2 separate regions of the Mus musculus genome follow, and region 2 is linked to region 1. The links are chromatin contacts, called in public HiChIP or PLAC-seq maps. All regions are on one chromosome and are shown on one strand. The core of a region is the stretch at or near the end of the contact, and the rest is flanking DNA. Distances in the headings are between cores, read along the strand shown.

Region 1 (6,337 bases), core at 1,596-4,095:
TGCGTGGGCCCTTAGGACTCGAGTCCTTCTGGAAAGGAAGCAGAGACCTTCCTCTCCAGAGGTGCTGCTCACTGATCTGTCTTCATTCCGAGGCATAGATACTCTGTCACCGTCTGTAACCCCTGTTACTCATGAGAGTCTTTTACAGTAGGATCATGTCAGGACACCCATACTACACAGATGAGTGCTCCTGTTGGCGAATGAATGTCTAACCATAAAAGACCTTCTTCATACAGAAAGGGTCAGAGGGCCACCCAGCACTGTCATCCAGGTAATTTAGGTCACATACTCCAGAAGGCCACAAGACTGTCTCGTAGTTGAGAAATTGTACTGCGGAATTCCTGACCCAGCAGAGATAAGTTTGTGGCATGCCATTGTGGGAAACTAATCTTTGTTAATGATAAGCCTGTGGCTCATTCTATTGGGTAGCTTCGTGTGGGGCAAGTGCTCAGCATAAAGCCAACCTCAAGGCTAAGTAAAGGCGTTTAGAAAAAACAAAGGCTTCCTAGATGTTGTTTTCAAGTTCTTTTGGTTCTAGTTCACAGCCCCCGCGAGTGAGTGAGTGAGTGAGTGAGTGAGTGAGTGAGTGAGTGAGTGATTCTGTCACCAGGAACGCCTGTGAGGGTGACTTCTGAGTGTTCTCATCTTCAAAGGAAAGTTGAAGGGAAGGGTGCCTTGTTGCCCCTGAGTCTGCAGAGATCCAGGGAAGGCATGTAGTCTCACCACACCGAAATTATGGACAAGGTTGCTAGGCCTTCAGAGGCCTTTGGTGGCAATGAGTCCCAACAGATCGGGAACTGTGTCTTCCTCGTCTTTGCAGATTGACGCCTTGTTGTACCTTAGGTACTGAAAGAAACATGTTAGACAGATGGAGGAACCTACAGGATGCCCCTGGGTCTGCCGCCGCCACGAAGAAATGAAGGATGATCATGGGTCCTGAAGGTTGAGTCTTAATGTAAATGGCTCATGAGGTGTGTCCTAATCCAGTTCCTTTTTACCTTTGGCCCTAGAACTAAAAGAACTTGAAAACAACATTCGGAAGGCCTTGTCATTTGACAACCGAGGAGAGGAGCACCGAGCGTCGTCGGCCACCGATGGCCAGCTGGCAAGCCCCGGAGAGAACGGGGAAGTCCGGCCAGGCCAGGCCAAGCGCTTGGGGCTGGATGAGTTCAACTTCATCAAGGTGTTGGGCAAAGGCAGCTTTGGCAAGGTCTGTGGGCATCACCGTAGGATTCAGTAGTTCTCACTTATCAAATGGGGAAAAGAGGCAAAGAGGGAGGGAGGGAGGGAGGGAGGGAGGGAGGGAGGGAGGGACCACACTGAGCAGTTTCATGTGTTAGCATGTCCCTTCTTCCCAACTGTCAACTCCATGTGCACATTTCTTCCTTTGTGCAGAGAGCCATGTGAAATCCCGCTTTCTCAGTAGGAAAACCTTAAGCATGAGCTCTGAGCGTCTGTCCTTGGTGGACTCCAGGTTCAGAGCAAACCTTGCTGTGTAGGACTCTGGAAGCTGAATGTCCTTAACTGATTTTCCTGGTGCTTGCTAACCATTCTGCTCTTCTTCTCCACGTGAGAGGAGAGCTGGATAATTGTGTAGTGGATCCGGGCCTTTGCCCTTGAGGGCATTTCCCCCAGATCTCTGCTGCACTCTATGCCTTGTGGGGCTGTGCCCACCAGTGATGGTCCTGGCAAAATGCAAAGAGCCCAGAAAAATGAGGGGCATTTCAGATATCTGTCTATCTGTCTCCTTGTCTGTCTTAATACCGTGCCTGGTGTAGCAGTTAGGTTCTCTCATTTGTGCTGGGCTCTGGGAAGCAGCCAGGAGTGAAAGGCCTAATTCACCATTCCAAGGCCATTCTGAGGGAAGGCTCCGTGAAGCCCTCAGGCACAGGGCCTGCCTCTGCAGGCACTCACCTGCCCTATCTGTCCCGAGATCACCTGGCAGGGAGGTTACTGAAATTTCCTCAGATGGCAACTGCTGAATCGATCACATTCTTTAAAAACTAGCTTAATAAGAAACAGACCCCAGGCCTCTGGTTTACGTGTGGCTCTGGCTTAGGCTATGAGCAGGGCTAGGTCTGAATCTGAGCAGGATTCTAGGGAACTGAGCATGCTCAGAACTCCCAGGTCTGCACGTAAGGTAGACAGGATAGGGGTCCTGAAGACTCTGAGCGCTTAGCTGGCTTCTTAGGCAAAATCACACCATCGCAAGCAGCTTGGAGCCCGTTTTACATAGGCTGTATTTTGTAGGTGACAGAATCCGCACCCTCTCAAGTTCCTTGGGTTATGTTCGGTTTACTTTGACGGCAACATTGGAATAGCATTCTTCAAAGTTCCCAGGAAGGAGAATGACCTGCAACTATTTGGAGATAAATGAAAACGCCAACTGATAGGCAAATGCCAAGAAAACAGACTCCCCATAAGCCCTCAGGGGAAGGAATTGTGTCTTTACCTGCAGCACTGTGGATAAAACTGTAAAGGCAAACACAGGGCACGATTAAGTACACACAGATAAAGAGGTTATGTTCAGTAAGAAAAGATAGCAGCAGCTTGTCATGAAGCAGGCAAGGGAGGGCCAGTGCGGAGAGCAAGAGGTTTGTCTTTATGTCTCTTATGTGTACCGACTTAGAAGTAACAACCCCAAATAACTAGACAGAGGAGAAAACTCTCCCACAAAGAGAATCGACTGGAAAATAAATCTCCCAGGAAGGTAGACTGCAAGTTGAAAGCAGAGTCAGGGTAATGTCTCCCGTTTGTCAAGGAAGAGGAAGCAAGCCAACAGAAGGGGAAGGTGAAAGCGGCCCCATGCTCAGAGACGCTATTCTCTGAAGTAGCCCTCTTAAAAACCAGGAAATGTGGGCTGCAGAGATGGCTCAGCAGTTAGGGGCACTGTCTGCTCTTCTAGAGGTCCTGAGCAACCACGTGGTGGCTCACAACCATCTGTAATGGGATCCGATGCCCTCTCCTGGTGTGTCTGAAGACATGTACTTATATAAGTAAATAAACAAGTCTTTTTTTAAAAATCGGGAAGTGTGTAAAATGTTCAACCCTTTAGTTCTAAAACTATCTATTTCAAGGATATAATGCCAAACAAAATTTTAAATTGTGTCCAAAAGCACTCAGCGCAACTTATATAGAACTTAATTGGGTATAACTTGTTTCTAATATGAAGGAGATAGCAGAATCAATTATAGTGTATTTACTTTGAACTGAGTACCAGCAATCATGATAGAGATGAAGACTTTATAGGAAAATACATATAACATATTGCTTCTTCTGAAAGTCTGTATGTGTGTGTGGTATGGTGGGGCACACCTAATATTTTAGCATTTGGATGAAACAGAAGTGTCATGAGTTCAAGACCAACATGGGCTACATAGTGGGAACTGTCAAAAGAAATGAAGAAAGAGGGAAAAGGCGAGAAGAGAAAGATACAAGGGAGAGATAGGAAGCACGCTACATTTGTTCTCTGATAATTACAGTATCACTAGTGGAGATGAAGATATGAATAATTAGCCCCTGTGCATTAAACTTCTCTTACCTGAGCACTGTGCCAGAGATTTAAAAAAAAAAAACCCCTTAGGTAGTTTCCCTAAACGTTTAAAATGTTAGCTTCCTAAACATCTTCATTAAAAATGAAAGAAAGAAACAATTGACACTTAGATATTTGACATCATTTGGTTCTGTGGGTGTGAAGACTGACCAGATGTGTTAAAACTGGTTGCAGGTCATGTTGGCGGAACTCAAAGGCAAAGATGAAGTCTACGCTGTGAAGGTCTTGAAGAAGGACGTTATCCTACAAGACGATGATGTGGACTGCACAATGACAGAGAAGAGGATTTTGGCTCTGGCTCGGAAACACCCTTATCTAACCCAACTCTATTGCTGCTTCCAGACCAAGGTATGCTTAAGAAGGGGCTGGCCAGCTGACCTCTTGGGTAGTATCGTGGCATCTAACACACAGAATCTAAGCTATCAGAAACCACTTTTGACCGTCTGCGTACCTCTCTCCAAGACTTAGTGTGGTGGAGTGGATTTTACCCTTGCAGAGATAGGCGTTCGATTGAACACCATATGTGTGTCTGTGCAGGGATGAAAGATCGATAGTGCACTTTCAGATTGTGGCAACTCAAAGCCAAATGGTCAACCCCAGTGTTGACTCATTGGAAAAACCAACAGATGCGGTGTAAACCCGGTTCCAGCTCTTTTCAATCAACAGTAAGATTGCTTCTAGGCTGCTTCAGCTCAAAAGAAGAAAAAAAAAAAAAGCAAAAGCTACCTTCATCCTTCTACCTTGTGTGATGTCATAGGAGATGTTGAATCTAAACAAATGCTTGGAATTCCACAGTGAAATCCAACCATATAAAAGTTACCTGGCTGCCAGCAGGTGGCAGTAAAGGATGAGTGTGTGTATGGACATTGTAGCACACACCCACACCCATCTGATTTGGTATTATTCTTACAGAAACAGCACATGTTCTTCATAAAAATTCTTATTTTATTTTCCTTTTTGGAAATGCGTATGGGAGAAAGTCTTCTAGGATGCATTGTGAATCTGTAGTATTTGTGTGCTTTAGAAGGCAATCCAGACTGGGTCCTAGACAGTGAAGGGTGACATGTATGTAGGTGCTCGTGTGTGTGTGTGTGTGTGTGTGTGTGTGTGTGTGTGTGTGTGTGTATGTGTGTGTATGTGTGTGCGCATGTGCACACGCATACATGTGTTCTATATGCTAGGTCCTGGTGAACAAGACCCCGTTCCTGCCATCAGAAACTTGACAGCCTCTTTGCTCCAGCCCCCACCCTTACCCCTGAGGCAGTTTCTGAGAACCCTGCTTGTCTGAGGAGCTTTAGGAATGGGAGACTCTGTGGCCTGAGCTCCCATCCAGTAGTCTCAGGTCACATTAGCTCACTGGAGTCCCGGAAGAGTCCTGCAGCGTACCAAGAAAGATTACCTTAGTTTAATCCACAGTTGCCCAATTATTTTGGTCCCGACTCTCCCCCATCAACCCACGCATGACATCAGTAAGCAACACTGATCTAGGAAAGTTTTCCTCTCCTTCTGATGGCATCAGAAATGAGAACCACCTGAAAGGGCCTGGCCACTCTGCGGCTTATTTTTCAGGAACACCAGGGTTGCTTTCTCTATGAAACTGTCCTCAGAGACCCTGCTTCATAAAAATCTGTTTCTTTTCTGAGAAGCCTCAGATTGGTGGCTAAGTCATTTCTCTTTCAAACTTGTGTTGTGTAACACCAAACAGATTAGTGTGAGTTCATGTTTGTGTACAAATGCAGAGTCCAGTGTGGCAGAACAAGTGCAGAGATGGGTTTGGCGTTGTTCTCCCACTACAGCTTGGCTACTGTGGTTTTGGTTTTGAGATGGGGCCCCATTCTGAAGTTCAGTTCATTACTAGCCTGGAACTCGGGACAGTCCTGCCTCCACCTATTAAGTCCTGGCATTATAGGCACGAGCCACCATATCTAACTCATTTAGAACTTAATTCAAGATCAAAGAGAAAAGTATCAGGTGTGATATGTCTTTATTGTCTGTGGTTCTTTTCACATGGGCTTACATTCAGTAGTTTTAAGTTTTGTCTTAAAAGCAATAACAACAAAACCACTTAGTCTACTTTTTTCTTTGTATCATTGAAAAAATTGTTTCAGAGAACCAACAGTTGTGTGTGTGTGTGCGCGCGCGTGTGTGGTGGGTATTGGGAATTGAACTTAGAATCTCATGCCTGCCTTGAAGTAGGTGCTGGGTGTGGGGTTATCAGCGGGACACAGATTTGCCTGAGGAAGGATGACTGGGTGACTGGGGTCAGGACTTGGGGCTCATACTAACATCTGCAGTAAATTAGCACTAAGAAATCCTTAGTGTTTCCGTGGCATTCACACCAAGAAGAGCTGGGAGCTGCTGCTCTCAGGTCTAGCGGGGCAGCGGTGCTTTTGAAGGGTGAGATGGAGTGGAAGCAGAAAGGACAGCCTCAATCCGTGCTCAGTTTTCAACCTTGCTTGGATGTTGTTTTTCCTGAAAAAGTACCATTCCTCAGCCACCATACTGTTGTGGTTTTGACTGAGATTTTCATATATGATTCAAACCCACAAATATCTGTTTCAATCCTATTAAGATTTTTGCCTCATCCTTCATTAGAACGGGCAAAGCAACAGTGGGTGTGAAGTTGGTTTGGGCTGAGCCCCAGTGTGGTGGTTTGAATGAGCAGGACCCCTCCGGGCTCAGCTACTTGAATGTTGGCCTCCAGTTGGTGGCAGTGTTTGAGGAGACTCAAGAGATGCAGCTTTGTTGGGGGAACTGTGTCACTGGGAGTGGGCTTTGGACTTC
Region 2 (6,337 bases), core at 1,251-3,750, 440 kb after region 1:
TGAGCCACCTATGGGCTGTGGGTGCAGCTGAGGAAGACTGTGCCTGGGCTGGAGTCAGCTCTCCACACAGCTACCATCCTCTCGTGAAGCCATCAGAGTAGTACGTAGGTTCTAAATTTATTCTTGACCTGTGGGGTGATTCTGAAGTATAATTCACCAGCATAAGAGGCTAGAACACTGAGCCATGTGTCCGGCTACTTTGTATCCACATTTAAAAGCCTGTTTTTGCCACGCTCTATTTGCAAGCTTCTGCTGGGTGTCTATAAAAGTAAGGAGCTGAGATCCTTAAAAAGTGCTACTTGTGAGAGGGCTCTCCCAGCTCATTCCTAGTGAATCGGGGTGTGAGTTTTCCCAGGCTGTGATTACAGATTTCAAAAATAATGGTTCATAGATTCCTTGCTCCAGGCTAAACAGAAAGCTGCCACACAGCCGCCTGAAACCTTGAGCTTTAACGATTTTTCTCAACTAAGTCTCAGCTGAGACCAAAGGTTTGGGACATGAGGCACCGACAGAGAGGAGGTCTATGAACTGAGCTGAGAAGTCCATGCCAGTTTGGCTTTCTTGACTTTGCCCTTTAAGATAAAGGAACAGCGTCAAACTGACAGAAGCTCACTGGGAACCTCTAAGTACAAGGCTCCACACACTACCCAGTGCCTCCTGGAGGCCACCTTTACCCCACCCACGCCAACCCACCCTCTCCCCTCATCCCTACCCATGTCAACCCATCTCACTCCTCGTCTCTACTCATGCCAACCTACCCTCACTCCTTACTCTACCCATGCCAACCCACCCTCTCCCCTACACATTCAAGCAAGCTGAATTAGGGCACACACACACACACACACATGCACACAAAAGTGCACACATACACACATACATTTGCACATACATACACACTGTGTGCATGTGTGCACACAGTCACTCACAAATACACACATGCACATACATGAGCCTACACACACAGGCACTCACACATGAACACATGCACATACACAGAGAGGGGGGAAGGAAGTTGTTCAGGAGAAGGGTTCAGGGGTTTAGAAAGGGTAATGGTATAATCGATCAAATATAAAGTTATCAAAATGATTTTTTTTAATGATAAAGATAAAGAGAGAGTGAACAGTCACAAGAAATGTGTTAAACGAACTCATTTTGTATGAATACAGGTATACAAAAATAGTCACGCTGGAGTGAGCGAGGCTATGATATGGATCCAGGAGACTTCCATTCATAAAAGTGTGGGCTAAACCGAGAAATGGAGTAGAAATGTGTGACGCCGGGGAGAGAGAGAGAGAGATGAAATGGTTCCAACGTCTTCATGTATTTTTAAAAGGGATGGCAGTGGGTAGCCAACCACTGCGGTGTTGCATTTGGAAACATGTTTCAGAGTACTGTAACCATTTTACTTTAAAATGTCAATATTTGCAATATACCAGAAAGTGTATCCCATGTAAGGATTTAAACTGAGGGAAAATATTTGAATGCTTAAGCCTAAAAATGTACAAGAAGCTGCATGGATTTGTTCCTTAAGAAGTCTAAGAAAAATGTGTGTGTGTGCACATGCGTTTGTGTGTGTATGTGTGTATGCACGTGTGTTATGTGTGTATATGTGTGTGCTTGTGGTTTGTGTGTGCATGTGTGTGTGTGCACATTTGTGTGTGTGTGTGTATGTGTATTTATTTATGTGTGTGTGTACACAGGCATCCAGGGGTTGGAACATTCACAGGCATGATTGCCTGTGATGGAATTGGCATTTTCATGTACTAGGAAGCTGTCTAGAGTGCATGCAAAACCTAGGGTTGTAAATGTTTCCTGGGTCTTTGCCAGTCTTTCGCAGGCATTCTACAGGGAAGTGGAACTGTCATAGCTGGTTAGGTGGGAAGAGAGCGCTCCTTCACTCTATGAATTCTGTCCTTTTGATCTACTTATCTTGATGGTTCTCTCAAAAATGCCCTTCTCTGCCTTACAGATCTAGGTAAGTTCTGTCTGCTGTGCTTTCCTGTCCCATCTTGCCTCTCCCCTTTCTTTCAGGAAGTTTCCCGCATCCCAAGGGTCCCAACCTCAAAAGCAGGGGGGGGGTGGGAGGGGGAAGGAGGGGGGCGCCTGAAGCTGCCAGTCCTGTCCTCACTTCTTGGCTTGAACCTAAAGTTTTCTCATTCTGTTTCCAATCCTATTTCCTGGGCAATAAGATGTGGCTAATCAGAGCGCAGGGAAAGGAAATGGGCAGATCGCCTGGCACAGAGCTTGGCATGCAGTCGGAGCTGGGCATCCAGCTGCACGCAGCAAATAGTTACTAATGAAGCAGCGAAATATCGTTTCCGGACCATCAGGAAAAAGTCGGAGCATCTCCTTCCTCTGCACTCCGGGGACCAAGAAGAGTTCCCAGGCCCTCAAGCCTCCTTTAAGTAACTTGCCAACTTGGGGTGATGCAGCCGACCTTGCCTCCCCTCCTCCCACAGCTGCTGGGCCTTGGCACAGGCCCGGAGCTATGAGGTCATGCTCGTGCCACGTGACCGCTGCTGCATCTGTCAGCCGTGATACAATTACTAAGACAGTCAGACAGGGCGTTTATGACATTCAAACCTGCTCTTCCCTCCTCCTTCTCCTCCTCTTCCTCCTCCCCTTTCTATACTCTGGTCCCTTTCACAAGCAAGGGACCGTCTCAAAAGTTCAGGAATCTGAAGTGTATGCCTTCCAGCGCGACAACTTTAAAAGGGAGGTAGGAAAGGGTTGTTCCTGCTGCTGCAGTTTGAAAACCAAGCTTGAGCCCTGATCTTAAAATCTCTTCTGTTGAAGCAACTTAGCATATGCTTTAGCGGCCTCTTAAAAATTATGATACCCTTTAACTCCGATAACACAAGTCTGGGGTGGAAATACTTAAAACTGGGGCAGAACTTCAGGTACCCAAAAATCACTGCTCTACTAAGATAAACAAAATATGCAGTGACATTGAATAAGTTGAAGTATATAAAACAGCACAGCACTAGGAAGTCACTATAAATGATGACCGCAGGACTGGAATAACGGCTCTGGAGTTAAGAGCATTGGTGCTCTTCCAGGGAACTCTGATTTTTGTCCTCAGCACCTATGTGGTGACTGACCACTGTCTGTCCAGCTCCTGAGGATCTGTCTGGGGAGTACCAGACACCACCCACATATATGGACTACCCTTTTCATACATTCACTCAAAACACTCAAACACATATGACAATAATTAAGAAAATAAAAAAAAATCTTATCTGAGAATGCTTCCTGACATGGAGTATACATTAAAAAAAAAAAAAAAAAAAAAAAAAAAAAGGATCGGCTGGTACTTATGGCGTGCTTACCGTGTGCCAGTGCTGACGGAGGCTCTCTCTGGGATCCCTGGAAAGGCAAGCCCTCTCCTTCCAAAGGGATCTCAGGGTTAACCAGCTGACCAAGGCATGAGTGCTGACCAAGGCATGAGTGCTGACCAAGGCATGAGTGCTGACCAAGGCATGAGTGCTGACCAAGGCATGAGTGCTGAGACGGAAGAATTTAGTCGAGCCTTGCTTTGAGTTTGGTTCCTATTCATCTAGACTCTGACCCCCTGACCCTCAGGCACTTACTGCTTACCACAGTAGCAGCGGGTAAAATAAGTAAGTGAATAAAACCATTCTAAGTCACATGATAACTCTGCGTGTGCACCATTAGGCCAGCGATGTGCATGCATGTAAAAAGGAGACCCCCCCCCCATACACAAAACACCTAGGAAATGGTGTGGGGTGTGGTGGTCCATGCTTGTATTCCCAGCACTTGGGAGGTAGAGGTGGGAACGTTAGGATTTGAAGGTCAGCTATGATTATTACACGGTGAGTTTGAGACCAACCAACATTACAAGAATCTCTCTCTCTCTTTCTCAAAAAGCAGATCTCTGTATTTTTACTATGGTATCTCTCGGTAGCACAACTAGACAAAATACTACGTACAGATCTATTTTACTTTTTAAAAATGTGTTACAGAATTATTTACAGAAATGAAACTTTGAAAGTAATTCAGCTGTCAGTTTCTGCTGGGTTCGTTAAATTATGAAACATGTTGCTTGCAATAGTTTATGGACATTGAAAATGAAACTTACAGCCAGGCAGTAGTGGCGCACACCTTTAATCCCAGCACTCAGAGGCAGAGGCAGGCAGATCTCTGTGAGTTCAAGGCCAGTCTGGTCTACAGAGGAAGTTTCAGGACACTAGGGCTACACAGAGAAAACTTGTCTTGCAACAAACAAGCAAACAAAGAAAATGATAATTACAAAGATCCATGATTTCATGTGAAAAACCTAGGCATAAAATGATAAGTATAATAAATATATTGTGCATAATTATTTAAAGATGCATATTTTTTATTCACAGGAAAAGTGAGCATATGGTAACTTTAAAAGGAGCCAAATTATAAACTTCAGATACTAAATGCTCCAAGTTTTAAGGCTTGCTAATCGTGCTGGACTTCCATACTGTTTTCTTATGTCTTGTATCATGCAGTAATAAAAACAATTCCACTGAGTTAAGGTTTGGAACACATAGATCTCTCTTTGGCTTTTCCCCAGAGCTTTCTATTTTGTTTTCTTTTACCGTCAAATCACCCCAGAGAGAAACTGCATGTCTCTCCTGCCTCACCAAGGGAAAGTCAGGACAGAACATGAGCTCCTAGCTTACTCCAGCAAGTGGCTTGCAACTCTGCAACGAGAACCTCTATCCCCGATCTCCTACCCAGTGCCCATATCTATATATCCATATTTCTTTTCCTCCCCTCCCTTTCTCCCTTTCTTCTTTCCTTCTTTCTCAGAGATTCATCAGTACCCACTGGGAAGATAGCCCTGGGTCAGGTGCCGTGGGCGGAGCAAACCTTCCTGCCCACTCCCACTCTGTTCCTTTGGGCGCACAGTCCTTCCCTGGCGCCCTCCTGTCACCCCCTCTCTTGCACAGGTACCGCCGGTCTGTGAGTCCTCATTGTGACTGACCTGAGCTCAGGACCTCCTGAGAGTGAAACAATGAAGCCTTCTCTGCGGTGCCAGCTATGGCCATGTAGTTACTGTCATATCTGACCCGCTGACCACCAAGGCTCTCAATTCCTACACAGTGTGTTTTATAAAAATGAATGACGGTGACTTGAGCCTCTTCAGACTTGTTCTGGATCCCAGGTTATCAGCAGGTATGGATCGGTAGGTTATGACCCTGGCCGGACTGCTTCCTTACTTCCTCAGAACTTCAAGCAGACGATAAGCTTGCTGGGTGTCCTGGACCTCAGAGCCTTCTGTAACCTCCAGGACAAGTCTTCATGGGTTTGGGAGCCTCCAGGATGAACCCAGGATCACCCTCCATAGGCTCATTGCCCAGTAAAGAAAGAGTTCACATTCATCTCTCTCAGGAGATGGCAAAGGATGTGGGGCAGGAGTCAGAAGGCCTGTATCTTAGAGCCGGGGGTGGGGTTTTAGCTGTGTCTTCAGGCAGAAGTACCCCACCTTCCCCATAAAAGAGGGCCACCCTGCAGGACAAGCCCCATGAGCTATGATTTTGCCCAAGAAGCTGGGGGGGGGGGGCACGGTGTTCTTTTGCTTTATTACAATGGAAGCTGGGGGCAGGGAGGGGGGAGGGAAAGCTGGGCTACCTTCCTCAGCTGTCAGGAGGGAGGACAGCTTTAGAGGAGGGCTCTGAGGACGAAGGAGTAAAGTGTGTGGTGGGGAAAGCATGGGGAGGGTAAAGAGCAACGTCCCCAAGCAGTCAGCAAGATGCCACAGCTGCTCTTCAGAGGTACCAGTAGGGCTGTGGTTTGGGTCTGAAATAATCTGGTGGCCCATTTCTAAGGTCCCTATGACTTTAGGGTCAGCACCAGAGCCCTACTGTATCTTTGCAGGTCTGGTCTCCCAGGTTTCTCTGGGACTAGCCTCACATGCATCCATCTCTGCCGCTCTCCAGGAAGCAGAGCTGAATGTATTTTCCCCCTCAGCCTGCTGACAAAACTAACTCTGGCTGAAGCACACATCTGTGGTGGTGGTGGTGGTGGTGGTGGTGGTGGTGGTGGTAAGAGCTGCTGGTGCCACTAACATTCCCCAGCTCCCATCCGTGGGAGGAGTCTCCACAGGCCCTCCATGTCACTTTAGGCACAGCCTCTCTGCAGTCAACAGCTTACCTCACACCTCAGGCAGAGGCGCTAATGAGGGGGAGAGTTGTGCTGACTGTTGGTTCTCACAGTTTGCTCCAAGAACACACCTTCTTTGGGGCAGGATGCGGTTGCTAATGAAGAGTGCCCACCCCCTAATGAAATGCATGCGCGCTTCTAAAGCAAAGACCCTGGGGTGGGGCACATAGAACTGTGAGCT

The links. HiChIP or PLAC-seq counts read pairs in DNA pulled down with a chosen protein or histone mark.
Region 2: a contact with region 1 is called in an H3K4me3 HiChIP or PLAC-seq map of bone marrow-derived macrophages, with 5 times the contacts expected there. The contact joins two enhancer-like sites. A contact is called at or near these places in 6 of 39 promoter capture datasets (the 3T3-L1 cell line, hippocampal neurons, liver and 3 more), 1 of 484 Hi-C or Micro-C datasets (bone marrow-derived macrophages) and 9 of 115 datasets of contacts at active chromatin or transcription factors (VIP interneurons, bone marrow-derived macrophages, cardiomyocytes and 6 more).

Annotation. Positions count from the first base shown.
Region 1 is chr17:86,492,211-86,498,547 of GRCm38.p6, forward strand. It overlaps Prkce (protein kinase C, epsilon), which reads left to right. Exons shown (of 15, transcript NM_011104.3): 9 at 1,011-1,210; 10 at 3,728-3,901. Among named protein-coding and RNA genes, the nearest start is that of Gm30284, 50 kb to the left of the region's middle. Within about 2 kb of position 2,846, at least 26 of the 459 cell types and tissues checked have an H3K27ac peak or open chromatin away from gene starts, as enhancers often do. A contact at or near this core is called in bone marrow-derived macrophages and liver, where this site is marked.
Region 2 is chr17:86,935,446-86,941,782 of GRCm38.p6, forward strand. No RefSeq gene overlaps it. Among named protein-coding and RNA genes, the nearest start is that of Atp6v1e2, 9.3 kb to the right of the region's middle. Within about 2 kb of position 2,501, at least 213 of the 459 cell types and tissues checked have an H3K27ac peak or open chromatin away from gene starts, as enhancers often do. A contact at or near this core is called in bone marrow-derived macrophages and liver, where this site is marked.